4 separate regions of the Mus musculus genome follow, and regions 2, 3 and 4 are each linked to region 1. The links are chromatin contacts, called in public HiChIP or PLAC-seq and promoter capture Hi-C maps. All regions are on one chromosome and are shown on one strand. Each heading gives the region's core, a stretch centred on a gene start, on an enhancer-like site or on the middle of the called end of the contact. The rest is flanking DNA. Distances are from core to core; before and after follow the strand shown. Region 1 holds the start of Vamp2 (vesicle-associated membrane protein 2). Region 2 holds the start of Rabep1 (rabaptin, RAB GTPase binding effector protein 1). Region 3 holds the start of Gas7 (growth arrest specific 7). Region 4 holds the start of Arrb2 (arrestin, beta 2).

Region 1 (6,981 bases), core at 2,226-4,725:
GTGGCATAACTGATGTGGCAGCTGGGAACCAACCTCCTCTGGAAGAGCAGCAGGCGCCACTGCTCCAGCCCCAAGATGTGACTTTTATGTTATCCTTTACTATAAAAAAGAGTAGGCAAAGAAATAGCATTAGGTCTGGGGAGCGACATTCTGTGGTAGAGCTTTGTTTAAAATGCACAAGGCCCTGATTTCTATCCTCAACACTGCAAACATAAGCACAAGAACCAAACCTTCCTAAATGTGAAAAACAAAACACAAAACAAAAAACAAAACAAAAAAATAAACAAGAAAAGTTGGGCTGGAGAACTGCTCAGCGGTTAAGAGCACTGACTGCTCTTCCAAAGGTTCTGAGTTCAAATCCCAGCAACCACATGGTGGCTCACAACCATCGGTAATGAGATCTGATGCCCTCTTCTGGGGTTTCTGAGGACAGCTACAGTGTACTTACATATAATAAGTAAATTTTTTAAAAATATTTTAAAAAATTAACAAGTGAAACAAATGAAAATCAAAAAACGAACCCATCAAAGCACTGCTTTAAGCTTAGCCCAAATGTATCAATGTCGCCTGCTTCTAACACCCTAAGGGCATAGCACATGACAGCAGGACGTTGATGAGAGCCATGTTTATGGGACAAACAAAGTCCCAGAAATTAATGACTGCTCTGGCAGGGTTTGACTCCTGAGTTCATACTCCTGAGGATGGAATGAACTCAGGAGTTACTGTGGGAGGGAATGATCCAGCCCCGCCCCCTCCACTGGCCCCGCCCCACCCCAACCCAGGTTCTAAACCAGGAGTCCTGGGAACTCTGTATGCTGACCTCAGACCCCTGAAGGAGGGTCTTAGAAGCAGCCTCGGGCCCTTCCTCCTGCATATTTCTGCGTTCTTTGTGTTAACTCTCTTTTGTTGTTAATTATCTATTTTTATGAGTATATGATTTTTGTGTACACATATACCTAGGCACAGCGGAGTCCAGTACCCTTGGAGTCCCGTGGGCCTAGAGGGGGTGAGATCCCCCAGGACTGGAGCTACAGATGGCTTCGAGCTGCCATGTGGGTGCTGGAAAATGGACCAGGGTTTTCTGGAAGAACAGTCATATTCTTAACTGCTGACCCATTCATTAGTCCTCCGGGCTTTGGCTTTGGCTTGTTTTGAGACAGTGTCTCCTTTAGCAGGCTGATCTTAAACTCTGGATTGTCCTGCCTTCATCTTCCACGCGCAGGGATTAGGATCAGGCACCACTAAGCCTAAAAAGAGCGTCAGGAACTGGGCCTAGAGAGTTCACCACCAATTCCCTGCAACCGTGGAAAGCATCACATTGTGCAAATACTGTGTTTTCTCCAGCACAAATCTATTCTGAGTCTCCGTTCTACCTGCCTGTGTAAAACATTCTCTTACACATTTCCAGGTGAACACGGTCATCCCACTGCAGTCTCCTCCCTCCTCCAGCACTGATCTAAACTTAGACTTTCTTAACACCACCACCGAGGTGGGCTGTGCTGAGCTGTGCTGTGCTGTGCCGTGCAGTGACAGTCCTCTTTCTAAGATGAATCCTACTGGGTCCTTCCCACCCTTTACACCACGCCTTCATTTTCATTCTGCCGTTGCTGTTCCCAGAATCCACCAGGAAGAACAACTTTCCCAGCAATGTGCCAAGGCCCAACCTCTCCAAATTTGTCTGGAACTCTGTCCCTCCCATATCCTCTGTGTTTGGCTAGGCAACATGGGTATCCCTAAATCAGGGTCTGTGATCTTACCTGCAGGGGTGCAGGGGTGTTGGGCCAGGTGTGTGTGTGTGTGTGTTGTGTGTGTTGCGTGTGTGTGTGTGTGGGGGGGGGGTTGTCTGCTCACAGTTTCTCGTTCCCCACTCTCCATGATGTTTCCTATCCAGACACTAGGGGATTTGAACGTGAAATGATGTAGCTGAGCATCTTTGTTCTCTGATTGAAAAGTAGAGTGGTCTCAGGGACAGCAAACAAGAGCCTCACAGCTGATCTGAACAGCCCCTTCCACCACCACCAAAACTCCTCTTTTTCAGGAGCCCAGCCTCACAAAGACCAGGCTAATGGTTGCTCCTGGAAGCTGGAGGCAGCCCAGAGCGAATTCTGCACCCAGTACGCCCTCCCCTGCTCTTTCACCTCCCCCAGACAGCTGGGAACTCACACCTCAGATGACAGAACTTGTCCTGGGGCTTCTGCTGGGAGGGGGTTGGGCACTGCAGCACAGGAGGCCCTGGGAAGCCCGGGAGTGGGAGGAGGAGGAAAGCCAGACCCTGCCTGTCTCTGAGAATAAGGCTCTCTCAGGGATGTAATGAGTACTCCCACATCAGTAGGTCCTCCCCTAAAATGCCTCCTTCACCCTGGAGGCTTACTAAATAGACAGCTGCTCCCCGGTTCTTTCTCTCCCTAGATGCAGGATGGGAGTGTGTACAGCTGCCTTGGCTGTTTAGTGTACTTAAAATGGAGCAATCAGGAATGGACCAGGCCTAAGAGAATATCCTATTGTGTTATCTAGATCAAGCCATTTGACAAATATTGAGTGTCTCCATACATGATATGCTTAGTGTTTAAGGTGCAGGGAGAGGCAGCTGGTTCTGTCAAGGTCACGTGTGTGGGATTAGTCCACATGTAAAGTTGTGCCTATAACCAAAGTACTTCAGGTGCCACCCTTGTCTACTGTCTCTTTTCAGCCCAGGCTCTATGCTAGAGTCAAAGCTGAGGGGGGCAGTTGACCCCAGACGGGATCCAGCCTGTGGTATCACCAGACAGTCTGGGCCCTTCCTGGAGTCTCTAGCTTGTCTAATCTTTTTGGGGCCTGCTTGGGCTTTACCTGCCAAGTAGTACACCTGGTGAGAACTTCATCTGTAAGGATGGGCAGTTTCTCTCTCTCTCTCTCTCTCTCTCTCTCTCTCTCTCTCTCTCTCTCTCTCTGTGTGTGTGTGTGTGTGTGTGTGTGTGTGTGTGTGTATGCTTCTGTTACTCCTTTTGCCCTGACCCAGCTAGGAAATCAGAAGCCTCAGTCCTCCCTTGAGACATTCACTTGCAGGGTGATGGGTGAGATTAGTCCTCACGATTCCCCTCCACTCCAGCGTCAGAATTCCAGTTATCAGTATTGCTCTGGCGCCTGCCTTGGTCGCTTCTCATTTTTTCACCCTCAACCCATAGACCAGGTGTTGGGACCAGGTCGTAGGATGAGACGTTGGGCTATATGGCATAAGGACCGGTGTATCCTCTTCAAAGATAAGGGAGGATGTATTGGGGGGTGGGGCTGTATGGATTTCGGTTGTGGGTGCCAAAAGAGGCAGGTGCCTTGGGGGCGGCAGTGGGTTGGCGAGCTGGCCCCACAGCCAGACCCAACTAGGCGACCCCCGGCCCTGCAGCGCCCCGCCCCCGCGGTCCGCTTGCGACGTGTCGCCTGCCGCGCCCCGCCCACGCCGCAGTACCCGGATGCGGGTGACGTGCGGCCGCCATCTTCCAGTCCCGGGTAGCCAGCGCCAGTCGGAGCCAGCGCGAGCCGCCGCCGCCGCCGTCGCCGTCACTGCCTCTGCCAAGTCCACTGCCCGCTACCCCCGCCATGTAAGTCAGCCGCCTGCCACTCGCCACCCGCGGATGTTCTGCCCCTTGCGGGCCGCCACCCCAAGGAGTGGACCGGGAAACACGGGGGTCCCGCCGCGGGCCAGGCTGGTGCCCATGACTGCGGGCGGATGCCGGGAACCGGGTCCCTGGCGGTCTGGCACGGGCGATGGCTGCCGGAGGGAGCAGACCCAGCGTCCACCCTCCGCCCCGCCCCTGTCACTATGGCCGTCAGTCATTTCGGGTCGACCCCGGGCAGCATCTACGAGGTCGCCCTCATTTAACCAGAGGGGAAATTGAGGCATGAGGAGGGTCTCTCAAGGTCACGCAGCTCAACCTTAGAGTGACTGTCTCCCATCGGGTGGCCTTCTCGCGCAAGAGAGGACTGGAGGGACTGTGGATGGACAGGTGGATGGGTGGAGCCCCGGCCGTAGGGCCAGAGGCTTCAGGCCTCGAGTCTTAATCCGTTTCTCTTCCTTAGGTCGGCTACCGCTGCCACCGTCCCGCCTGCCGCCCCGGCCGGCGAGGGTGGCCCCCCTGCACCTCCTCCAAACCTTACTAGTAACAGGAGACTGCAGCAGACCCAGGCCCAGGTGGATGAGGTGAGTGTGTGTGTGTGTCTGTGTCTGTGTCTATGTCTATGTATGTCAAAGATGCAAGATGATGGGCTGGCAAATAGGTGTGGGAGCCCATCTTGGGTTGAAGGTAAAGACAGTTTATGCTTGTGGGTTTGGTCGGAGACCTGCCTCATCCCCTTTCTGTCTCCCTGTTAGCATGCACTTGGAAGGGCTGCAGGATGAATCAGTTGAGCTAGCCTGGGGTGTGCCAGCTGGGGCAGGTGTGCTCTGGTGATAGGCGGATCCAGGCCCTATAGATAGAGGGTGTTGCTGAGACATCTGAGCGCTATGGTAGCGGCATGACCCTGATGTGTGCTCCTTGCATGTCCCCTAGGTGTGCTAGGCATGTTCTGTGTATGTCCTTGGCATGTTAGCCTGGAAACATCGGGGTGCATGTTCCACTTGTGCCACGATGGGCACATGTTCAAGAAGTGCCCTCCTTGAGGCATGCCTTGGCACACCCCCCTGCCTCGTGGACCCCTCCCTCAGGTGGTGGACATCATGAGGGTGAATGTGGACAAGGTCCTGGAGCGGGACCAGAAGTTGTCGGAGCTGGATGACCGTGCAGATGCCCTCCAGGCAGGGGCCTCCCAGTTTGAAACAAGTGCAGCCAAGCTCAAGCGCAAATACTGGTGGAAAAACCTCAAGGTAAAGGGGAGGAGATGGGGACAGGTTGGGAGGGGCAGTGGGGAAGTAGGGTGTCACTGTGTCATTCACCTCCCTCTCACTCTTAGATGATGATCATCTTGGGAGTGATCTGCGCCATCATCCTCATCATCATCATCGGTGAGTGGGGCCAGAGGCCAGGGCCCCTCCCCTGGGGAGGTAGAGGCTTTCCCTGGGGAGCCTGGGCTTTGAAGGTCACTAACCTAGTTTTTACTCTGCAACCAAAACACACTTTGCTGCTATTGGCAGTTCTGACTCATTTAGAGCCCAAAACTTGAGTGTTGTATAGCCCTGCTTTCCCTGGTTATGGGTCAATCCGGTTAAGATTTTGGGACTAGGAATACCGGGTGGGGTCCTGGTGTTCGTCTAGGAACCCTTTGAGCCTAAAAGCTCCATCTGGGGATTCTAAAACGGGAGTAGGAGACAGGAAAGGGTGAGGTCTCGAACACCAACCACCAGGATACCACTTACTCCACTGTTTGAAAGCTACCGTCACATACCCAGTGCATTAAAGGTTTTATGCCCCTTTGTCCAGCCGTGGAGTTTAAGGGACCTCAATACCCACTTGCCAAGTCCCTTTGAAGAAACTGAGGCTGAGAGGGAAGGGATGTCAGCCAGTGGGGGAGTGGGGAGGCTTGGAACAGGGCCAGGCCTGACACACTGCTTTCTTTCTCTTTCTCCCCCTCTCCTCGTCCTCCTTTCTCCCCCTCTCCCTCGTCCTCCTCTTGCCCTCTCTCCACAGTTTACTTCAGCACTTAAATCCCTGAGGAGTCTGCCCTGCCTAAGAAGGGCCTCTCCCCCACCCCCAGCCGTTCCTCCACCTCTCAGCCATATCTTTCAGCCCCCTCCCTTGGATCCGTGTGTGTGTGTGTGTCCGTGTGTGTGCCCCCTGTAAATAGCCAGCTGTTATTTATACATATATAATATTATATATATTTGGTCTGTTTGTAGTTTTATTACTAGAAGATTTTTTCCGGTTGTCCTTAACACCCCTTCCTGAGGTTCCCATCACCTCTCTCTCACCCTCTGTCCCTTTTCCTCTTTCCTGATCAGCCCCAAGTCCCTTCATTTGCATCTGCTATGCAATAGCCCCTCTCCTCCTTCCCTTGGATTTAACCGATCTTTCCCTTATCTTCCCTGTACAATCCCAGGCCCTCCCAAAACAAAAGCAAACCCCACAGAAACAAACAGAACACCCCACCTGTCTAGGCTTCCCTAGGCTGCATCTTTGTATCCCTTGGGAGGCTCTGAGACTGGTTCCACTTGGTCCTAAGAATCCCAAGATTTTCTGGGAGCTTCCAACATGTTGATTAGCATATCATTTGCATACGCTGTCTGTTTCATTTTGTTTTGTTTGTTAGTTTTTTGTTTCCTTTCTGATCCATCACTCTTCACTCTTCTGTGTTTTTTCTTTCTTTCTTTTCGGAAGAGTCAGTCTCCATTGGTCCTCTTACCACACTTTTATTAGCACGACATTATCTGCAGGTGGTGGGGAGTCTGGACTTTTGGGGAACCAGGCTGCTCTGGACCCCAAGGTTTCCTCCTCCCAACCCCTCTAGTCTAGTTTGCTTCCCTTACCCCGTTTCCCACACCTCTTGTACCCTCCTCTCCCTCCCCCAGCTGGTGTGTAAGTGTCTTGGAGTTCAGTGTGTTATGATGGACCAATAATTCTGCCACTCGGGGTCTCTCCCTACATTCCTGCTCCCCAGTTTTCATGTGGGGCACTCAACTGACATTCCCAGGGGGTCTCGCTCCCTCCCATCTGCCTGATCTGCTGCCTCCTCCCATCAGGAGAACTGGGGGCCGACCACAATCTGGTTCTTTGAGGAGGGGTGGCTCCAGTGTGTGGGGGTCATCACTGCCTTGGGGAGGAGTGGGACAAAACAGAATCCCCCTAATTCCTGCCTGAAGTCTCTGGCCTCATCCTTGCTAGAGGTTCGACTGAAAACTTTCCTCCCCAGTCTGGGGGGGGGGTATTACCCCCATCACTGCCCAGCTCCTCTGACTGCCCCCCTGTATTCAGGGTGGGGGTACTAGTCACTGCCAATATGTGTTGGGACTTGCTGGAGGATGGGGATCCTCGTCCTTCTCCAGGGCTGTTGAGCCCAGAGAGAGAGAGTGTGAGA
Region 2 (6,981 bases), core at 2,748-5,247, 1.8 Mb after region 1:
GAAAGCCTGGGTTGCACAGTGAATTCAAGGCCTTCTTGTGCTATGTGGTGGGACTCTGTTGTTTGTGAAATCATTTGCATTGATTACATGACTGTATGCTTACTTAACTGAAATAATTGGGGTCCAGAGGTAAGAGCATTTTCTATACAAGCATGAGGACCTGAGCCCAGATCTCCACAGCTGTGTAAAAGCTGGGCATGGTGGCCATGCGTGCCTTTAACTCCAGTGCTGAGGAGTTGTGGGAGACAGGAGGATCACTGAGCTCCGCGGCTGCCGGTGCAGGTCAACAGTGGGGAGCTCCAGGTTCACTGAGAGACTCTGTCTTGAGGGAATAAGGCAGCAAGTGAGAGAGGAAGGTGCTTGATGGCCTCCGGCCTTCACATATACATGGCAAACATACCTGTACATGTACATGTACACACACACCACCACCATCAGGAAGATGGTTCAGTCATTGAAGTTTTTGCCATATAAGCATGAGGAACCGATCTCAGAACCCATGTAAAACCCATGCAGAACCCATGTAAAATGCATAGCTCTGATCCCAGTGCTGGGGAGGTGGGGATAGGCATCTCCCTGGAGTTTGTTGGATAGCTAGTCATCTCGTGTTAAAGAACTTCAGAACCAGTGAGAGAACTTGTCTCAAAAAATAAGGTTGGACTTTGATTACAGAAATCAATCTGGAGCTGACTTGAAAACGCCCTTCCTCCTAGCTAGGATTGGATTGGAGGCCTGTTCCACAGGAGACAATTCATGCCTGGTTTTGTAAACTGGTCAAAAGCCCATAGCTTAGGGTGTCAAAAGTCATACTGTTGTCTTGTTAAGTGGACCTGTGGTCGAACTGCCTCCTAAATACTTATGTTTCTACATAGAGACTATTGATTGTTACAGTCAACGCTGACCAGGGAAGCTCTCTGCAATGGGCAGCAATTAATGCAGAGACTCATAGCTGGCCGATGTGCTAAGAATAAATAAGTGATCATTGAGTGCTCAGCTCAATCGGACATCTGTCTCAGACTGTCATCCTCTGACCCCTACAAGGCTAAAGAAACATCTAGGAAGAGGGGGCAGATAGAGTGTAAGAGGCAGAGGATGAGCAGAAGTGCTGTGAAATGCCATCCTCAGTGCTGTGGACCACGGCCATTGCACTCGTGAACTCACCTGCACAGGGTCAAGCCAACAAGAGAAGCCAACATAGGGGCTAGAGATAAGGCTTAGTGGTTAAGAATACTTGTTGCTCTTCAGGGGAGCTAGGTTCAATTTCCAGCACCCATATGATAACTCACAACCATCTTTAACTTCCAGGCACCCATTTGGTGCACATTTATGCATATAAAGTAAACTAAAAAGGAAAGAAAGAAAGAAGAGAAATGATATAAAGTGGGGAGGGAGCCCTAAAGGAGTGCCTGGGTTGAGTGGAAAGGGGGAGGTGGGGTGTATATGACCAAGATACATTGTTTACAGCTATGATATTGTCATAGAATAAGAGATACCCTATTACAAATTAGGTGGAGAGAAACTGAGAAAGGTACTTGAGGTAGACTTCTGACCTTCACAAGTACACACATGTATCCGAAAACGTGTGAACAAATATACACAAATATATCACACATCACACAAATTTAAATGTCAGATGTAGTCGTGTATACCTGTACTCACCATACTCAGGAGGGTGAGAGTTTGGGGCCAGCCTGGGCTACAGTTTTGCTGTCTCAAAACTAAAACCAAACAAGACAAAACAAAATCATCTCTGTTGATGAATATGTGGGCCATTTATTTGCTGTATAATGAAATATACTGCTGTAAATATTCTTGTGTATGTCTTATCTTTCACATACAATCTAATTGACAAGTAATTATTTCATGTTTTATTTCTTGATTTCCTTCAGAATGAGAATTACAACTTCTGTAGCTAATGAAGGCTTTGAGCATACGTTAGTTTTCTCTAGTACATATCTAGGAATGGCATCTGGTTGTTGGGTCTTAGGGTTTACATAAAAAATATGAAATGGGACTGGGGTATAGCTCAGTTGGTAGAGCACTTGCCTAGAAGGCACAAAGTTCTGGATTTGTAATCCTAGCATTTGGGAGGTAGGAGAATCAGGAATTCAAAGTTAGCTTGGGCTACATGAGAACCTGTCTTAAAAAAAAAAATTAAATGAATATGAAAATGTATATAATTCTGGTACTCTTTGCTTATTTCAAAATGGCCTTTCCAACTTTTGACATAGGGGCCTCTGAGAGTCCCTACCAGATGTGTGATCATTTCTGAGTGACCTTGGTCTTGAGGACCGGGTTGCAATCCTGATTACCAATGGCAATAAGTACGGTATACAGTCAGTGGAAGGAGTCCCATCTGTGGAGGACATCGCCATCTGCTATCTTTATGGCTCCTGCTTCCTATTCAGTCATTGCAACAGGACAGATGATTACTGAGTGGCCCTACTGGGGCCAAAGGTCTCCCTGCTGAGCGAGGATTTGCTCACTCAGGAAGGTTAGAAACCAGGGGGAGGGTGGAAACAGGCTTCATTTGTTCTGTCAAAGGCATACCAGGAGATGTTAATTGCTTAAAAGTCTAAATATAACCCCCCTTCATCTTAGTGGGACCTCAGGCAAAAGTACAAACAGATGACTACCTATTTAAAATTATAAACCATTCCAAAGAACTGTGAACCTTACTAGAGCCTAGTCTTCTACTTTGACTAAAGTCAAACCATTAATGACTATTATGGTTTGAATGTAGGCATCTGCAGTGACTCTGGAGCAGACTTGAGCTTAGAACTTTTAGAATCAGAATAAATGAAGAAGAAAAAGAAAGAAAGAAAGAAAGAAAGAAAGAAAGAAAAAGAAAAAGTAGGACCTAGTAGTGGTCCAACCCTGAAATCTCAGCTTCTCAGGAGGATGAAGCAGGATTGCAGACTCAAGGCTAACCTGGGCCATTTAGGGAGAGGGTGTTTCAAAATTAAAAAAACAGAACAAGAACTATTGCTATAGCTGAGTAGTGGAGTGCTTGCCTACTATGCTTAAGGTTAAATCCCCAGGACTGCAGGAGGGAGAAAAAAAGACTAGCATAGATCCCTGGCCTTTGGGGGTATGTGCACTTGAATAAGCTGGTGAGAGGAGCGTAAGCCCTGGCTGGGCTCCTGGTCTGTTGCTTGTCTTCCTTCTTTCCTCACCTGTCTTGCACCACGAAGGATCTGTGAACACACAGAGCAGCTCAAATGTGTAAGTGCTGTGCCACCTCCTCCAAATGCAGCTGCCCTCTGGCACGTTGAGAAACGTTTACACCCTGTCTTATAGAAAAATGAGAGACTACAGCTTCAGCTACCCAGGGAGGGAATTCTGGGCTCATAGGAAGGCAGGTGGACTTGGTCCTGAAGTGCCAGACTGTGTAGACCCCTTGCCCTAGGAAGGCAGCAAGGTCTGAATGAGGCTGGAAAGGAAAGTCTGGAGTCTCCGTATGGCTCTCTTGCCCAGGCAGAAGGGTGGCACTTTCTCCTGTCAAGAATGCAAGCACTGCGTCTGGCTGTATCTCCAACAGCTTCTCTGGGCTGATCACGTTAAAGTCAAACATAGTCGCTTAATGGAAAAAGTGCATTGGCTTGCACATCTGGGGACCAGACCAAGTTCTGGCCATAACAATTCTTCCTACTTTATATCCTCATTTAAACTTTTCTTAGCCGCTCTACTTTTCAAGGTTATGAGGTTAAGGGACTTTCTCAAGGACACACAACTAGGCAAAGTAGCGGCTGGGTTCGCGTGCACCCAGGGTCTCCTCACTCAGCTTGATATTTTTGTCTGTGTCCTGGGAGCCAAGAGCTTGCACAGTCTTCGTCTTTGCAGCCGCCAGTCTCCAACACCCATAGCTCTCTCATCAGCCTCCCTCTGGCTCCCAGGCCCCGGACCCCTCCTCCCTGGTCTCCCTCCCTCCTGAGGCCCCGCCCCTCCCTTAGGCCAGCGTCACGTGCCGTCCCATCCCCCCGCGCCTGCGCACTGCTTATTTCCCGCTGTCAGGATGAGGAGGCGGAGGTCGGCGCTCCGGTCCGTCTCTGCCCGAGGCTGTGGCGGCGCCGGCGGCTCCAGCCTTAGCGGTTCCTCCCTGGGCGGCGGTGGCCGCGGCTCGGTCGACGCCTCCTCCGCCAGCTGAGCCCGCGGCATCCCGGGACGCCGCTTCCCCGCCCATCCCCGTTCTCCGAGGCCGCCCACTGGCCATGGCGCAGCCGGGCCCGGCTCCCCAGCCTGACGGTGAGGCGCCCACCATGGCGGGCGCGGCCTGCCCGGCGCAGCGTCGTGGGGGCCCTTGGGGGCAGGAAGGGCACGCGCGCGGGCCCGGGGGTGACCCACGGACTGGAGGCGGGGGCGCGCGGGCGACGCGTGCTGGGGCAGCCGGGCTGGGGAGGGAGAGGGAGGCGCGCGCGGGCGGCCGCGGGGAAGGGCGTGGGGAGGCTGCAGGGAGGGAGCCGGCGGAGAGGAAGGTGCGGTGGGATCAGCACGTGGGTTCCTCGGGTGGGGAGGATGGAAATGGAGAGCATGTGCTATATTCCTTAAAGAAAACGCGAGCCCTCGCCTTGGTAGTGGCCGTGTGCCCTCTCGCCCCACCTCCGCTCCCGCCTCCTCAGGCCACGCTCCAGCGCTCTTTGCACCGGACTTGTAAAAGTAACTGTGATCCTAAGCATTGGGTAGCATTCTTTTGAGTGGTTGTGTTGCTTCATGGTAAGGCCGGGCTCATATCTTAGTCTCTTAGGGCCTCAGTTTCTGACGAACGAAGAGCGCTTGATTCATGTCTCTTTATCGAGAAAGATGGGCAAGTCTTGGGCCAGGCGATAAAGATGGCAACGTTCATCTGTAAAAGGATAGTTTAGTATTATTTCGAGAGTGTTAGGGATGAAAAGGTGCTCGAGTGGGCCGAAATCGAGGAGTCAATCGTCTTCTCCATTCCGTCTCTACCGTTCAAGCGATGGGGTCTCACTTTGTGGACCATGATGACCTGAAACTCCTGAGCTATCCTGCCTCAGTTTCCTGAGTAGCCAAGACTTAGACGTGCAGGACAGACTGTCTTAATAATGCTCATATTGGAAGAAAAAAAGGGCCTTGTTCTAAATAAGCCATGATGGTTATTAGAACCCTTTATGACCTTTAAACCGACTGAGCTCTGCCCCAGAGTTTTGACCACATTGTTTCAGGTGTTGTTGTCGTCAACCGGGAGTTATGTTTGGAAAGAATGTGCTCCGTCCTTGGCAAGATCTTACTGTATCTAGTTGGGAAAGTTCTTTCAGGTGTACTTTTCTAATTGGCTTTTGTGCTTAGCATCTTTACCTGTAAGTAGAATGTTGGGATGTGGTGGTTGGCTCAGGAGGTTCTTGGCCTTTTCCAAGAGTAGTCTCTTGAAATGATCTTTTGTGAAAACCTCTGTTTGTTCTTGCGGTAGGGGAACTGGAAACAATGTTATCAGATTTTGAGACTCTTGCTGCTCTCTGGGAAGTGTTCTCTAAAGATTGTTAGCCTCTAGTTTTGGGTTTTGTTAGTTGCCTAAGGGGTAATGTCCAGCCTAGACTTTAACTTGCTCGATGTTTCTATTCCAATAAAGAGAAGGGAGGTGTTTCTGGTGGGCTGTCAGGAAACAGGGATGTTTTTTGGACCTTCTTTTAACTCTCACCTTTTGTATTTGGTGTCAGGGAGGAAAACTTTACAAACCCTCCTTGTTACTGCAGACAGAGGCAGAATACAGAGAAAGCTCTGACTTCTGGTAGGTATGCTTAACTGGCTGCTGCCTTCCTTTGCTTTCCATGGACAACTCAGGTGACATGAGTCTGGACTCTTAATTTCCTGCCTCTTTCAATATATGAAATGGTCTTCCCTGCAAATAGGCAGAAGTGACTAAGCACTTCGCAGAAGCGAGGAAAACATTAGCTTTGAGGAATCTCATGTTCTTGCTATTCTCAGTGCAGGTTTACTTCCTATTTTTCAAAATTTAAGACTATGGAATGAGATTAAGTAAAATTTTTAAGTATACGTTAATGTAAATGGACAAAGGTATCTATCAGTTCATGAAAGGGGAGAGAATTTGGTATGTTTGAGTTCTTTGTGCCAATGTCTGCTTACAAGTTCATCTTGCGGAATTAATTGTTCTCTTTAGTTGAGTTCATATTGACAACTTTAATTAGAAGCGCACTTGAATTTTTTAGACCTGCTGAGTTAAAAAACAAAATTATTGGAAAATTCCTTTGCACCAGACCAACAGTAAAACATAACTGCTTCGTCCGCTTTCCCGTCATTTCAGAAGCAGTGCCGAATCTTTTTTCTTTTTGACATATTTTCTTTGTTTTTTTCATGAGGATATTAAGGCATATTAAGAGTAGATTTGTTGGGCAGTGGTGGCGCATGCCTTTAATCCCAGCACTTGGGAGGCAGAGGCAGGTGGATTTCTGAGTTCGAGGCCAGCCTGGTCTACAAAGTGAGTTCCAGGACAGCCAGGGCTCTACAGAGAAACCCTGTCTTGAAAAATCAAAAAAAAAAAAAAAAAAAAAGGAGCTTTGTGTATAATTGGCAAGACAAGATGTAACCTTTTTTTCTTATTTCATAATTTTTGAAGGTTTTAGTTTTAATGGAGCACTTTGATGGATGCCAATTAAGTTATTTTCCATTGAGAATTCAAAGACAAGTATAAAAACTCTCAGATTTCAGTTTAAGCTAAACTACATTTTAGAAGCATTTGTCCTGATTTTACTTCATTAAAATTAAAATTTTAAAAATGACATTTATTTGTGTGTGCTTGTGTACATGCCTTGAGCATGTGTGTGGCTGTCAGAGGACAACCTTTGGGAGTTGGTCCTCTCGCTTCATCATGTGGGCGCTGGGAATTGAACTCATTGGGCTTAATAGCACTCATGTTTACATGCTGAGTGATGCCACTGGCCTTTTCTTTTGTTTTTGTATAATCCCACCATAAGAAATTGAATGTGGGGCTGGAGAGATGGTTCA
Region 3 (6,981 bases), core at 2,042-4,541, 1.5 Mb before region 1:
CCATCATCGTCATCGTCATCATCATCAAGACAATGTTTGTTATATCGATCAGGCTGGCCTGGAAACAATCCTCCTGCCTTAGCCTCCAAGTGTTGGGATTACAGTAGTGTATCACTGTGCTCGGGTCTGTGTTTCCTAGCTCTGATGATCTCACATCTCCTGTGGCTTCTCTGCATCCTCATCTATGCTCCCCACTCCTTCTTGCCTCTTTATCATTAGGAACTGAGCCACTGCTCTTAGTCCCTCCTCCCTATTTCATTGGCCCTTGCTCCTACTGCCCACAAGGTGTATAGCTGTGCACAGTTATCTTCTTCCCACTCTTGCTTCTCACTCCATCTTAAAAACTGGTGTTTTTTCCTCTAGTCAGAGATTGCAATAGAATTCCCTTTGATTTATTAAGATAGTCAATCACATGATATATATGATCCCTTCAAGGGTACCTTACTCAGACTGAGTGCTGAGTTAAAGATCAGTGGCCATGACTACAGCTGATGGCAGTCCCAGCATTACAGAGGAAAGAGAGTTTATCAAGCAGCCAAGGCTGCTCACAGCCACAGGCTTGAGAAGAGAAGGGTAAGTCCTACCAGTAGGTGAGAAGGAGAGATGAGAATGGAGACACATCAACATGGAAAGCTAAGAGCTGACGTGCTTAAACCAGAGGCCATTGCCAGCCATTCTTGTCTGTGCTACAGACCTTCATAGGAAAGCCAGGCATTGACTGGGTATTGACTGTGATGTTCCAGTTTCTCCAGATTGCACAGAGGGCAGGCTGTAGATAAGCCATGCATTCAGCTTTATTTTCTAGTTGGGCTTCCTAGTTCCCCTCACCAAGGGACTGGGGTTGGCTTTCCTCTGTGTATAACTTCTTTGCTGGAGATGCTATACCTGTGTATCTTCTGAAATAGTGACCCATGGTCCCTTAAGTCCAACCACTTGTCCCCATCACAAACCCCTTTTTAAAAAATTGTTGGCAGATATAGGTAACATAAAATCTCCCACTGTCACCATGCTTAAGAGTAGGGTCTAGTGACATTAAAGGCATTTATGCTGTATGCAGTCACCATCACCATCCATCTGCCAATCTTTTCATCTTACAGAATTAAAACTGGACCACCAGGTAACTTTCCATTCTTCAGTCTCCTTCTTGTCTCCAAGTTTGGCTGATCTAAGAACATCATCTAAGAAGACTCACATAGAATGTATCCATCTTGATGAGTTTAATTCAATTAGCATAGTGTAAAATAAACATAATGTTGGAGCATATGGCAGAATGTGCCTTCCTTGTTAAAGACAGAATAATACTCCATTGTATTTATTATTGTTACATAACTTGTGTATGTGTGTGTTCAAGTTTGTGTGTGTGTGTGGGGGGGTGCATGTGTGCATGTGTGTAGACCAGAGGCCAATGATAAGTGTCTACTTCAATTGTTTTCTACCTTACATTTTTTGAGATATGGGCTCTTATACCTAGAGCTCTCTGATTGGCTAGACTGACTAACCAGCAGGCTTTGGGGTTCTGCCTGCCTCTGCCTCATGCCCCCATCCCGCTAGTACTAAGGTTACAGACATACGTGACCATGCCTGGCTTTTCGTATGAGTGCTGGGAACCCAAACTCAGGTCCACATGATCGCACAACAGGTACACTGACCACTAAACCATCTCCCCAGGACCTAAACAACATTTTGTTGTTGTTTATACATTTATCCATTAAGGGACACTTGGATTATTTTTGTCACGAATAAGAATGTATAAATATCTCTTCAAAACATTGCTTTCAACTCTTTGGGGTGTGTATCCAGAACCCAAGTGATGCAGGTGATAACTCCTGTAGTTTTGGTTTGCATTTCCCTAATATTTCCATGATGTTGAGCATCTTTTTGTCTCCTTACAGGCCATGTTATAACTTTGGAAGGATGACCTGTGCTGATTTTTCACTCGGCTTATTTGCTTTTTGTTATCAAATGTAGACTTTGTCTTGTGCTCGGGGACAGCTGCCTGTCTCCCACACTTTGAGCCACTGTGAGAATAAAAACACGGCAGCAGCTCTTACCGAGTGTGCGCAGTGTCCTCACTGCACCAAGTGCTGTTTTATTTTTCCCTTCGCATCCATTTAGAAAGATACTCAAGTGTCTCTACTTAACCTCTGGGAAAAACCTGAAGCCTGCCTGCCTTGTCTGAGACCTCAGAGCAGTGTAACAGCAGCACCACTGAGACCCTGGACTGACTCCATTGCTGGGTGGTAACCTGATTTACATAATCCTATATAAAGAACCAGTCAGGGACTGCAGCCTCTTGGTAGAATGCTCATCTAGCATACAGAAGGCCCTGAGTTCGAGTCCTAGCACACACACAAAAAGCAATCAGTTGCTAAAATCCCAGAGTTTGTAACAGAAAGTAAACAGAAATATACAATCTGAGTGCTAAAACTTTAATGGCTCCAGAAGGCCTCTGTTTGTTTATTTGTCTATCTGTGTGTACATCTGTATGTGCACATATGTGTGTGTGTGCATGTGTGAACACAGCCATCTGTGTGTCATGGCATGCCTATCTCAGCTGCGAATCTTTGCCTTTCACCTCCTTTGAGATGATATCTCTTGTTTGTCCTTCCACACCTCAGGCTACCTGGCCCACGAGCTTCCAGGAGCTTCCAGATTTCCTGCCTATCTTCTGTCTTACCTAAAACCTCTGTGGTTATGGACATATTCTACTGTGGATATCTGGTTTTCTTGTGTTCTGGGGATCTGAATTTAGGTTCTCATGCTAGCTCAACAAACATTCTCCCCACAGAACTGACTCCCCAGCTTCCAGAAAGCTTTTAAACAGGACATCAGATTCACTGGGGATCCAGGCCCCTACCTAACCTATATAACTGGTAGTAGATACAGCATTGCTCTTGGGTCCAGCCCTGTCTTTACTTACAGCCTTTGGTGATAGATAGTGAGCATAGATTGAAAGCCAAGGCCAGAGATTAGTTTCACACAATCGTTCTTTCTGGAAATTCTCCACTCTTTTCATACTGGCTTTTATCAGACCTTGGATTCACACAGCTGGAGCCAGGCCCAAGCCAGAGCCCTGACTTAGGTTTGGGAAGAAGTTGGCTGAAACTTCTCCCAGCAGGGATAAGGCAGGCCCAGGGAGTCCTGTCTAAAATGCAGTAGACAAAGGTGCCCTTGTTCATAGGCCTTGGGGTGGGAGTCATCTGGTCAGTGACACAGGCTTGGCTATTGTATGCTCTGACCTAAGCCAATTTTTTTTTAGGCTGAGAAAGGGGGTGGGAGGGGAAGTCCTCTAGAAATTGTATCTGGAAAGGCCTGCATGGGCTGTTGATTTCCCAACAGGCACGGGAGCAGATTTGGGAGGAACTGTGCAATGTAGTGGGTTCTTTGTGAAAGAACAGAGATGTCAGTGATGAGAAAAGCCACAGGAACATCCCCCAGGGTGCTCAGCGCACTGGCCCCGGGGCAGCTGCTTGCTTCAGCCACACTTTCCTCAGAAGGTGCCATGCAGAACAAGTTGCCTGGAGCCCAGTCCTGAGCCTGGGGCTTCAGACCAGCCCTGGCATCTCTTCCATAGCAACTGCCCTTAAGGACCAGCTGAGCACTCATGGTAAGAACCACTCCTGCAGAAGTATGCTTGACCTACCCTCTCTGTCTGTTGTGAAAATGCCTTTCATAGTGCAGAGAGGAGATTCTGAAGACCCTGTGAGATTGGATAGTACTTGGTGAGTCTGGAAGTTCTGTGGACCCTGTGCCAAGAGGGCATATGTGCCCAAGACAAGAGCAGAAAGAGGAGGTATGGGCAGAGAGTAAACGATGGGTGGGGGTGGGGTGGGGTGAGGAGTTGTGTGGAAAGATGGGAGAGGAGTGTTTGGAGTGGGAAGGCTCACCTGAGACAGGTAGTTAAAGGCATGTGATGGAGAAGAGAGCCACTGTGGACTTATTTATACCTTTGTACCATTCTTCTTTTTCTATATATATTATATATTATATTTTTCTAAATATAAAGCATGGCTTCTTCCTGCCCATCTGGCATCTCCCCCATGCCCCAGATTTACCGGGAAAGTTCTGAGGTGCAAGATCTAGGGAAGAACAGTGAATCTCTGCATTAGGGGAAGGTAAAGGGAGCCTTTGGGTGTCTCCGCTCCCCAGATGGTAGTTAGGCAGCAGTGACATCTAACTCGGTTTCCAGATTGGCACATGCCTCCTCTCAGTTTGTCAGTGGAAGCTTTTCTGAGATAGTGGGGATAGAAAACCTTGTTTTGCTGACCTCTGAGCCTGGATGGTCGCCTTTCCTATGATCTGCCCTTTAGCCTAGGCTTTGTATGGCATCCCCCTTCCCACTGCTAAGGTTCTCTGTGGCTGTGAGGTCCAGTTCACAAGGCAAGGCTACTCAGATCCTTCATGGAATCTTCCTCCACCTTGCTAGGCCACCAAGCACCCCTGATTTGAACATTCCTTCCCAGAAGCTTGAACTGGGACCAGGAGAAGACAATAATGCTTGCTACCCAAGAGTATCCTCTAACTGGGACCCTTGACCTCCCAAGAATATGTATACGGAAGTTTTGTAATAATAAACCGGTGTCTGAATGGTCCAGGGGGGCTTAGACCCACAGATGTAGTGCTGGGCCAAGACTGGGATTCTACATTTTTAGTTATCTCCCAAAGGACACGTGTGATGCTGGTTCAGAGGACCACCCTTGGAGAGTTACTGCTGGAAGGACCACAGGCTAGACCATCATGTTATAACCAAGTGAGGAATGCTCAAGATTGGACTACGGCAAGCTATGGAGATGCTGCTGGGCCTGATCAGCCCTGAGGAGGAAGGGAGGATCCGCAGAGAACATGCACACTCGTATCCTGAGAGCAAGGAAGGGTTCAAGGCCAGCTTGTAGCAATGTGGGACACGTGGAGGTGCAGGTCCATTGCTGGGGTGTGCCTAAGTTGAAATGGACTGTGTGTCTAGGGTATAGTGGTGAAGTGGATATACTTATTACTTAGGTGACAGGCTCTACTGGAACCCGCCTGGTGTGTGACTCTGGCTTCTAGTGACACATTGACAGGAACAGAGACAGAAGCCCGGGATACCAGCTGGGAAAACAGGTTTCAGGACAGACAGCTCTGGGTCCTTGAAAGTGGCTTTCACAGTGAAGGGTCTATTAAGACAAAACTCAGTGTAGTGACAGATGCAATCCTAAGAGGCTGGGCACTGGCAGCGTTTACGAAGAGGACCAGGCTTCTGAGTCACATGTCTGTACATGAATATGACTCCCCTCCCTTCTCTACATAAATGGCACATCCTTAAAACAGATATACTAGCATTTAGAATCATTGAGCATTCGATGATATCTGTTCAAAATAAGCCCTCACAGGCCATCTGGTCCAACTTCCACATTTGAGAGATGAAGAAATCAAGGCCCTCCTGACAGGGATGAGACGGGTTGCTTAAGATCTCAAAACAAGGCTGCTACAGCTTCAAACATGGCCCCTGGGAGCACAGCCCACATTCTGTGTGCCTCTTGCTTGTTGCTATGGTCTGGTGGTGTGTCCTCTATGGCAAGGTCTTGGTAGTTATCGTCTGCCTGGTTCTTATGTCTCTCTATCGGTGGATCCAAAAGCTTTGCCAAGTGGGGTTGGTAGGATCACACCTTTACTGACTCTGGAAACTGCCTGTCAGCTTTCATCTTTCTGCAGGCTACTGTTTCAGAACCAATTAGGGGAGTCAGGCATCTTTGAACAAAACGGCTGTAAGCACGAGCAGTTGGCACTGCAGAGTAACTAGAACGCGTCTCCATGGTGAGACTGGCTACTTCCGCTTTCTTTCAGTGCCTGTGGGTTGCTGCAGCCCACAAGAAGTGACCACAAAGTCAGGCCAGCTGGACGGCAGCCACAGCTGGCAGGCAGCGGCACCCACCTCTATTCCCTAATGAGGCACAGTTGGCCTGTCGCTAAAATGACACCGGCTCCCTGAAGAAGTCCCCTTTTGTCCCCAGAGCATCTGCAGGGACAGGGCAGTCCCTTGCCCTTGAAGTTCCTTTCCAGTGGGCAGCTGCTTTGCATGATATGTTGAGCCTGTGGCCAGTGGAAAAAAACAGCCTTCAACTGTCTTTCCTAATTCTCAACATCTTGGATTGTGGTTGTTGTTAATGCTTTTAAAAAGGATTTTATTATTATTTTTTAATGTGTATATGTGAAGGGAGTGGTTACTTACACAGGAGTTTAAGTGCCTTCAAAGGCTAGAAGAGGATTTTGGATCTCCAGGAGCTAGAGTTACAGGGGGTTGTGAGCTGCCCAAAGTAAATCTTAGGAACTGAATTTGGGTGCTCTGCGAGAGCAGTGTGTGCTGCTAACCATCAAGACGTCTCTCTAGCCTCCTATTTAATGCATTAACTTTTGAAAAATTACGTTTTATTGATTGATTGGTTGGTTGGTTGGTTGGTTGGATTTTTTCGAGACAGGGTTTCTCTGAGTAGCCCCGGCTGTCCTGGAACTCACTCTGTGGACCAGGCTGGCCTCGAACTCAGAAGTCCACCTGCCTCTGCCTCCCAAGTGCTGGGATTAAAGGCATGCGCCACTGTTGCTCGGCCTCAATTTTTTTTTAATTTTATATACAGTATCTCTCTCTCTCTCTCTCTCTCTCTCTCTCTCTCTCTCTCTCTCTGTGTGTGTGTGTGTGTGTGTGTGTGTGTGTGTGTGTGTGTGTGTGTGTCTTGCGCGTGCGCAAGACACACACATACACAGACGTCATGGCATGGGTGGGAGACAGAAGACAACTTGCAAGAGTCCATTGTGATTTTCCACTATGAGGATCCCAGGGATGGAACTCAACTTGTCAGGCTTGATCGGTGTCCTCCTCTGCCTGCTGAGCCATTGCTATAATTGACACATAATTGTCCATATTTATGGGGCATAATGTTAACGATCATATCAGAGTGATTGGCCTATCCATCAACTCAGCTGAATATCATTTCTTTGTGTGGGCAA
Region 4 (6,981 bases), core at 2,258-4,757, 1.3 Mb after region 1:
GTTCATATCTAAGAGTACTGCTTTGTCCCCAAAGGCTGGGGATGAGGAAAGTCTCTCCCACCCAGAACATGAAAATCATGAGTGCCACAAAGCTGAAGAGCTGCTTACTCGTGACATTCCAAGAAACAGGTGGAGGGGACATGTCCACATGATTCCTCATCTACTAGGTCCCAGTGCGTGAATCCATCACAGTTCAACCTCAGGTCTGAGAGGTCCCGTTCATGCCATGGATCCCTGTCATGTTGTTTGTGATCAGGGCGCTTCAGAGAGTCACCATACCCTGCCATCATTCCCATGCAGTTTGTCCTAGTCTTCCATGTGCATATTATACTTCTTGGTGTCTTGGCCTGTTCTTCTGGGGCCCTAGGATACGGCCATGACAGCATGTCCTTGGTTATGTGGGACACTTTCCAGGCTGCCAGCGGCACCTCACCCTTTGCAGCCACCAGATTCTCATGGCTGCAGTCCAGGCCAAAGCCATCTTCACCTTCTCTGGAAAAACATGATTTTCTCTCATACCTTTAAAATTAAAGAATATAGTGAGGCAGTGGTGGTGCATACCTTTGATCCTAGCACTCTGAAAACAGCGGCAGGTAAATCTCTGAGTTCAAGGCCAGCCTGGTCTACAGGGTGAGTTCCAGGACAGTCAACAACAACAACAATATGGTGGTTAATCTCAGTTGTCAATTTGATGAGATCTACTCATCTGAGAAGTGATCTACAATCATATCTTCTATTGTCTGCCTATGCAAGAATAGTTGTATTAGGTTGATTGAGGTGTGAAGACTCTTCCACCATGGATGGCATCATTCCCTGAACTTTATTTTTTAAGTAGCACTTGTATTAATTGTGTGTTTGTGTAACAGGGGCCTTCAAGCCATGGCATTTGTGTGGCTGTGTGGCTGTCAGAGACCAACTTGTGTGTGAGGGTGGGGGTGGGGAATAGGGATTGGGTCTCTCCTTCCACCGTGTAAATCCTGGGGATTGAACGCAAGCAGGTCATTAGAGTTGACATTAAGTGCATTTACCCACTAAGCTATACAGATTTCATGCTGTACTGACCATTGTCTTTCTCCTTGCTGTAGACAAAAGCTCATTATTTTATTGATATTGTTGTTGATTATATTTTGTTGGTGTGTGTGTGTGTTTGAGACAAAGTCTCAATTAGCCCAAACTAATTCAAACTTGATATGTGGCTGAGTATGACCTTGGCTTTTTGATCCCCCACTCACCACCACACCCAGTTTTGCCAGAGATCCAATATGAGGTTTTTGTTTTTATTTTTAATTTTATGTGCACTGGTGTTTCCCCTGCGTGTGTGTCTGGGTGAGGGTGTCAGATGTTGGAGTTACAGACAGCTGTGAGCTGTGGGTACTAGGAATTGAATCCGGCTCCTCTGGAAGAGTATTCAGTGCTCTTAATCACTGAGCCATCTCTCTAGCTTCCCACAAGGGTTTTATGATTGCTAGGCGAGCACCCTGACAACTAAACTACGACCCTTGCCCCCAAATTCCACTTTAGCTATAGACTGCCTTACCTCTGAACATGATCTTTAGCAAGGGTCAAATCTGAATAAATTCATGAGTCAAAAAGCTTACTGTTAAGAACTCGAGTACATTTAAGCTGACTGTGTTGCTTCAGGAGGCAGAGGCAGGGGGACCCCTGTGAGTTCCAGGCCACCCAGGGCTATAGAGTGAGACCTTGTCTCAAAGAATCATATTGGGGCTGAAGAGATGGCTCAGTGGTTAAGAGCACTTTTTGTTCTCACAGAGGATCTGGGTTCACTTTCTAGCACCCACGTGGAGGTTTATAACTGCCTGTAACTCTAGTTCCAGGGGATCTGATACCTCCATAGGCACTGTGCACACAAATGGTGATGACCATGCTTACATGCAGGCTAGCACTCAGACACATAAAGTGTAACACATTGTAACAATGAAAGAGCAGACTTAAAATGTGACAATAGAACGGGGGAGGGGTAAGCAGGTGTTAAACAAGGTCTATGTTTAAAAATTAAAGATGATCTGAGATTTTTTTTTCTCGTGTACATTGTTTTTCAAATGGAGAAAAGTGGAGAGAGAGGCATGAAGGTATTCCACTGAGGGGAAATGGGTAAGAGTAGAAGGAAGAGACCGAAGAGGAGAAAAACCTGTCTCTGTCAGTCACCCTTTTCACCCTCTGCCAAACCCAGTCAATGTTGCCCCAGCAACGAACCTCTAATATGGCCCCTCTGTTCCCCCTCCACTCCCTGTTCATCGTTTTCCCTTGACTAGCTTATCTTCTAGCGGTCTTGCTATGCTCTGTGTTACCGGAAAAGAGAAATCCCATCTCGACATTCCTCTGGTGAAAAACAAAATCCAATCAAATCATTGCTGGGCTGCGATTAAAGACAGAGCTTAGTGGTGAGTCCTTACCAAGCATGCGTGAGGCCTTAGCAGAAAATTACATTACATTAAATTAGATAAACACTACAGATCCTCAGGCTCTTTCTTTCACCTGCTATACAAAGCCTTCCGCAGTCTCTTCCTTCCACAGTCTGCAGCTCTCTGCCTCCTGCCATCTAACCCACAAGCACTCGTCTATAAAGAATGTCCTTTCCCCACTTCTGCCCATCCTTCAGAATGTCTGTCCTCAAATTTCCCATCCAATGGAGTGAGTGACTGCACTCCCTCCTCCCCCACGCTGGCCAAGCAAAGGCTTTTGGGCTTTTAGTTGCTTGATGTTCTGAGTCATACCTCTATTATAGCATTCCTGGGAGCATAATATAATACCTGTTCCTATGTCTCAAAGATCCCAGGAAAGTTAGGCCATGATAATTCATGTTTGGTCCCGATGGCTTGGCACAATGACTAACACGAAATGGAGAGGGAGGGAAGGATGAAGAAAATAAGAGATGGATGGAGTGGGTGAATGATAGCTAGGATAGACAGTCGAGATGACAAGGTCTGAAAAATGTTTTAATGTTTGACCCTGCACAAAAAAAAAAAAAAAAAAAAAAAAAAAAAAAAAAATCAAAGACGATACACCAGGGGGAGCTGAAGACCACAAGAACGCGGGAAAGGCAGGCCAAACGAGGCTGCAAGCTCAGGGATGAGCAGCGCGTCCCAAAGCAAGCATCATCACGCAACTGATACGGTGCATCCACGTGGGCAGCCCTTGGCCCTCAGAACTAGACAGCACTTGAGCTCATTCCCACCGCCCCCTCGATCCCGTCCCTCCTCCACTACAGTGAAAGCAAACAAAGGGGAGGTATCCCTGCAGGGCTACGGATACCAACGGCCAATCAGCTGCTTCTAATCTCCTCGAAGGCGGCCGCCTGCTTTTAAAGGGGCCCAATCTAGTTCTAAAAGCTTGAGGAGGGGCGGGGAGATCGGGAGTAGGGACGGCGCGGGGAGGCTTCCCCGAGGGAAACGGAGGGCGGAGGCGTGGGGCGGAGCCAGCTCGAGGAGGGCGGGCTGCGCCGCGGCGCGCGGGATCCGGCTGACGCAGCTGGCCCCGGCTCCCCGAGACCCAGACCGCGAGGGGAGGGGAAGGAGGAGAAAGAGTGAGGACGCGCGTGCGCAGTGGCGCGGGGAGGAGCGGGGACCTGGCAGCAGGCGAGGAGGCTGCGAGCGAGCCGCGAACCCGGCGGGCGGAGGGCGGCGAGCGCGCGCGCACCATGGGAGAAAAACCCGGGACCAGGTAAGGGAGGTGGGGCCGTGCCGCGGGGCATGGGCGGCTGCTCGTGGGGTGTGCCAGGTTGATCCACAGACAAGGACACCGGGGAAGAAACCCCGGGGCCGGACGCCTGGGTCCCTAGAGGGTAGCGGTCCGGGGCCGCAAGCCTTGGTCCTTGAGATATTGGAGTGGAGCGTGCGTGCTAGGGCTCCTGCAAAAAGCAAGACCTGATGGGGATCGGGAAACCCACGCCTGGGTTCTCGCAGAGATGTAGGAGTCGGACTACTGGGTTCTCTGTGCAGGCTGTGATGCAAGGGCGGAGGAAGGAGGAGCAGGTGGCCGGCCCCGAGGGGTTGTGTGCTGGGAGACTGGATGCTGGGAAGGGATTCCCCTAGACTCGTGCCCAACCAATGGAAAGCCTCCTGCCCAATACCCCACAGTCTGATTGCTCCCACCTGTCCCAAGGGCCCGATAGCTCTGCTACCAAACTTCTGCCTTCTAGGTTGCTAGGAGCAACAGCTTCTTCTTGAGAGAGAAGAGTGTGTAGGGACCCTCGCTGAAATTGGACTGTATTCCTCTCCTGGGGGTGGAGGGGAGAGGTAGTATCTCCCCTGGACACACATCCTCTCCCCGGATGTTCTCTGTGCAATCGAAGCTCCTTCCTTCCACTGATACCAGAGTTCTCTTTTTTGGTCTATAGCAAAATCCACTTCCTGTTGTGACCCAACACCCCCAAGAGGACATGGGGTGAATGCTTGAGTTCCAAAGGAGCAAGAGCTAAAGAATAGGTAGGGGCTATGTGCCTCAAGCCGGAGAGGACCAAGAATAAGGGCCTGATTATGAGCAGTGACTTCTGCAAAACATGGGATCAACCCCACCACTCCCACTGCCCTTAGAGTATGAGAAAGTAGGCATCTCAGCATTAAGAAGACCAATATCTGAGAGAGATGTCCACAGGGAAGACTGACCTCCTGGATTTGAGGTTAAACACCCCAGAGAAAGGGGAAGTCACTTACTTGGGGGGAGGCCCCCAAATTTCCGTTGTGTACTTCAGGGAGGGGGTAGATGGTCCAGAGAAAGACTGCTGACTTGGCATAATTCCCTACCATCTCATCAAATTCTGGGCCACAGGAAATGGAGAGAATGGCAGGAAGTGCTAAGAGGCATCTGCTTTAGCTGCACCCCCCCCCCCAAGCTGGGTACCTCCCTGGTCATTCCCTTACTCTGCCTCCTTGGCCAGCCTCAGTATGTGCCCACTGCCCGCTCCCTAACCAGGCAAGAGGTGGCTGGGGAAGATGTAGAGAGCAGATGCTCTGTAGTTACCCCAGGGCAATTGCCTGAGACACACTGGTTATGGCTGTCACAGGCTCTGTCAGGGCTCCCATTGGGGGAAAATACAGGGCAGGAAGAAACCAGAGGTAGAAGAGCTAGCCAGCCTAGGTGATGTCTGAGCTGTCAGCCCTAATTGGGACAGAAATTAGAGTGATTGTTCTAACTGCCACCATGTCCCAATGTGCCTTATTACTTGGGGATACGTAGGGGCGCCCTATGTATATGCCATATGACCCTAAGTATGACCCTGTGATGTATGGACAGCTTGGCTTTTGGGGAGGAAGAGACAAGTGGTTTTCTGAGCAGACATTTACATGGTGCTTGAAGGGAGGATGGAACACGGGGCATTATTCAGTGTGTTACCTGGGGTCCTTTCCCAGGAATTGCCCCTGGGGCAGCATGCCTCACAGGGGGCAGAATGACACTTGGAAGAATAAGCCACCGAGTAGCCAGAGCCCTGGGGTCACTAGACAGTTTCCTACTAATGCTCCCAGCAGCGGGTGGAGTCTAGGCTTAGGTTGTTGCAGTACCCGTGTAAAAAAATCCCCTTTGACTTGACAAACTGTGACAGGCAAGCGCCGCCACTATGTAGTGGTTGAGAACAGGGTCTTGAAGCCAAGGTACCTTCCTTAAGTTTATATCCGAGTCCCACCCTGTACATTCTCTGTGACCTTTGACAGAATTCTTGTTCGATGTAAAACAGGGATGTTTCAGTCTCAGCCATTGGGCTATAAGAGCAATAGATGCAGTTGGAACAGAGCAGCCCCCCTGTACCATGTTAGCCGCATCACCATCTTTGCCATAGGATGCTGCTGTGTTGGGACCACAGTGGATTTTTTTTTAAGCTGCGAGGCTGTTGGAGGTTCACGAAATAGTCAGACTTGGGCAAAAACCATCTGAGGGGCAGAGACTAGGCTCTGCTCCGGGAGTCACTGTATGGGTCCCTGAAGCTAGAGGTCAGTTGAAAAGATTATCTGAGTGTGATGGTTTGTGCCTTTCATCCTCGCACCAAGGAGGCAGGGACAAATGGATCTGAGTTGGGGCCAGCCTGGTCTATATGTCAAGATCCACGCTAGCCAGAGTTACATACGAAGGCCAAGGTCAAAAAAGGGGGGTGGGGAGGGGTGTTAGGTGTGACCCAGACAGTGTGTATCCATCCAGTTCGCTCTCAGTTTTGGAGAGGGTCCCCTGGGGAGGAGAGCCTGGGTAGTTCCTGGGGTAGCTAGTGGCCATTATTGTAAGAGGAGGAGTGAGTTATGTAGCATCGAACAGCAAAGGAGCAAAGGCTCGCTCGCCCTGACAGTTGGCTTCGAGGGGCTGCCATGTGGGAAATACTGGGACTTTATAAAAAAGCAGTGGGAAGGGTAGGGCAGGGATCCAGGCTGAATTCCCTTCTCAGGCTGGGGAGGGATAAGTCCTGGTGTGGTGGTCCTTGCCCAGCCTAAGGGAGGCAGTGGGGTCTTCCTTTCTGTTTTGTTAGGGTCTTCAAGAAGTCGAGCCCTAACTGCAAGGTGAGTCCCCCTCGATGCTTACCCTTTGATCCTCCCTGGGCCCGATCAAAGCCCTCGATGATCCCCAAGCCTTTGCTCCCCACTTCCTGTGACAGCTAAAAGCAGACTGACTTCCTTCCCTCCTTAAGCCCCTTGCCGCAGTCTGAAGAAGCCACAGGGCTGGGTGGGGTCTGGGTTCCTAAGCAAGCTTGTAACTCTCTTAGAAACCAACCCAGGGTGCCTGAGCTAGGAATAGTTAATAGTTTCCCAGGCTGTGGGCTGTTTATCTCAGAGCCCTTTGTGGGGACAGCTGCTACCTGCCTGGTCTGGCTGAGTGTTCCCTGAAGACATAGAAACACACATAAACACACACTTATGTGTACCGACCCTCCGTGGGTGGGCAGAGGTGTGGAAAGCAGGTAAAAGCTTAAACGAAAGTTTTACTAAGTTGTCTGGAAAACTCTACCAATCTCACCTTCCAGTCATACTGGGAGACAATCCT

Evidence for each region. Promoter capture Hi-C pulls out the DNA fragments that hold promoters and counts their contacts. HiChIP or PLAC-seq counts read pairs in DNA pulled down with a chosen protein or histone mark.
Region 2: a promoter capture Hi-C map of neural stem cells shows a contact between it and region 1. The contact joins the promoter of Rabep1 here to the promoter of Vamp2 in region 1. A contact is called at or near these places in 2 of 39 promoter capture datasets (liver and neural stem cells).
Region 3: a promoter capture Hi-C map of pre-B cells shows a contact between it and region 1, with 3 times the contacts expected there. The contact joins the promoter of Gas7 here to the promoter of Vamp2 in region 1.
Region 4: a contact with region 1 is called in an H3K27ac HiChIP or PLAC-seq map of thymic regulatory T cells, with 7 times the contacts expected there. The contact joins the promoter of Arrb2 here to the promoter of Vamp2 in region 1. A contact is called at or near these places in 2 of 39 promoter capture datasets (liver and neutrophils) and 3 of 115 datasets of contacts at active chromatin or transcription factors (microglia, pancreatic cancer cells and thymic regulatory T cells).

What each region holds. Positions count from the first base shown.
Region 1 is chr11:69,085,053-69,092,033 of GRCm38.p6, forward strand. Vamp2 (vesicle-associated membrane protein 2) reads left to right here and starts at 3,476. Exons shown (of 5, transcript NM_009497.3): 1 at 3,476-3,575; 2 at 4,054-4,174; 3 at 4,679-4,837; 4 at 4,924-4,975; 5 at 5,598-6,981. The coding sequence starts at 3,574. The coding sequence ends at 5,614.
Region 2 is chr11:70,840,764-70,847,744 of GRCm38.p6, forward strand. It overlaps Rabep1 (rabaptin, RAB GTPase binding effector protein 1), which reads left to right and starts at 3,998. Exons shown (of 18, transcript NM_019400.3): 1 at 3,998-4,245. The coding sequence starts at 4,212.
Region 3 is chr11:67,583,209-67,590,189 of GRCm38.p6, forward strand. It overlaps Gas7 (growth arrest specific 7), which reads left to right and starts at 3,292. Exons shown (of 14, transcript NM_001109657.3): 1 at 3,292-3,607. The coding sequence starts at 3,605.
Region 4 is chr11:70,429,073-70,436,053 of GRCm38.p6, forward strand. It overlaps Arrb2 (arrestin, beta 2), which reads left to right and starts at 3,508. Exons shown (of 15, transcript NM_145429.5): 1 at 3,508-3,681; 2 at 6,470-6,500. The coding sequence starts at 3,659. It also overlaps the pseudogene Gm12314.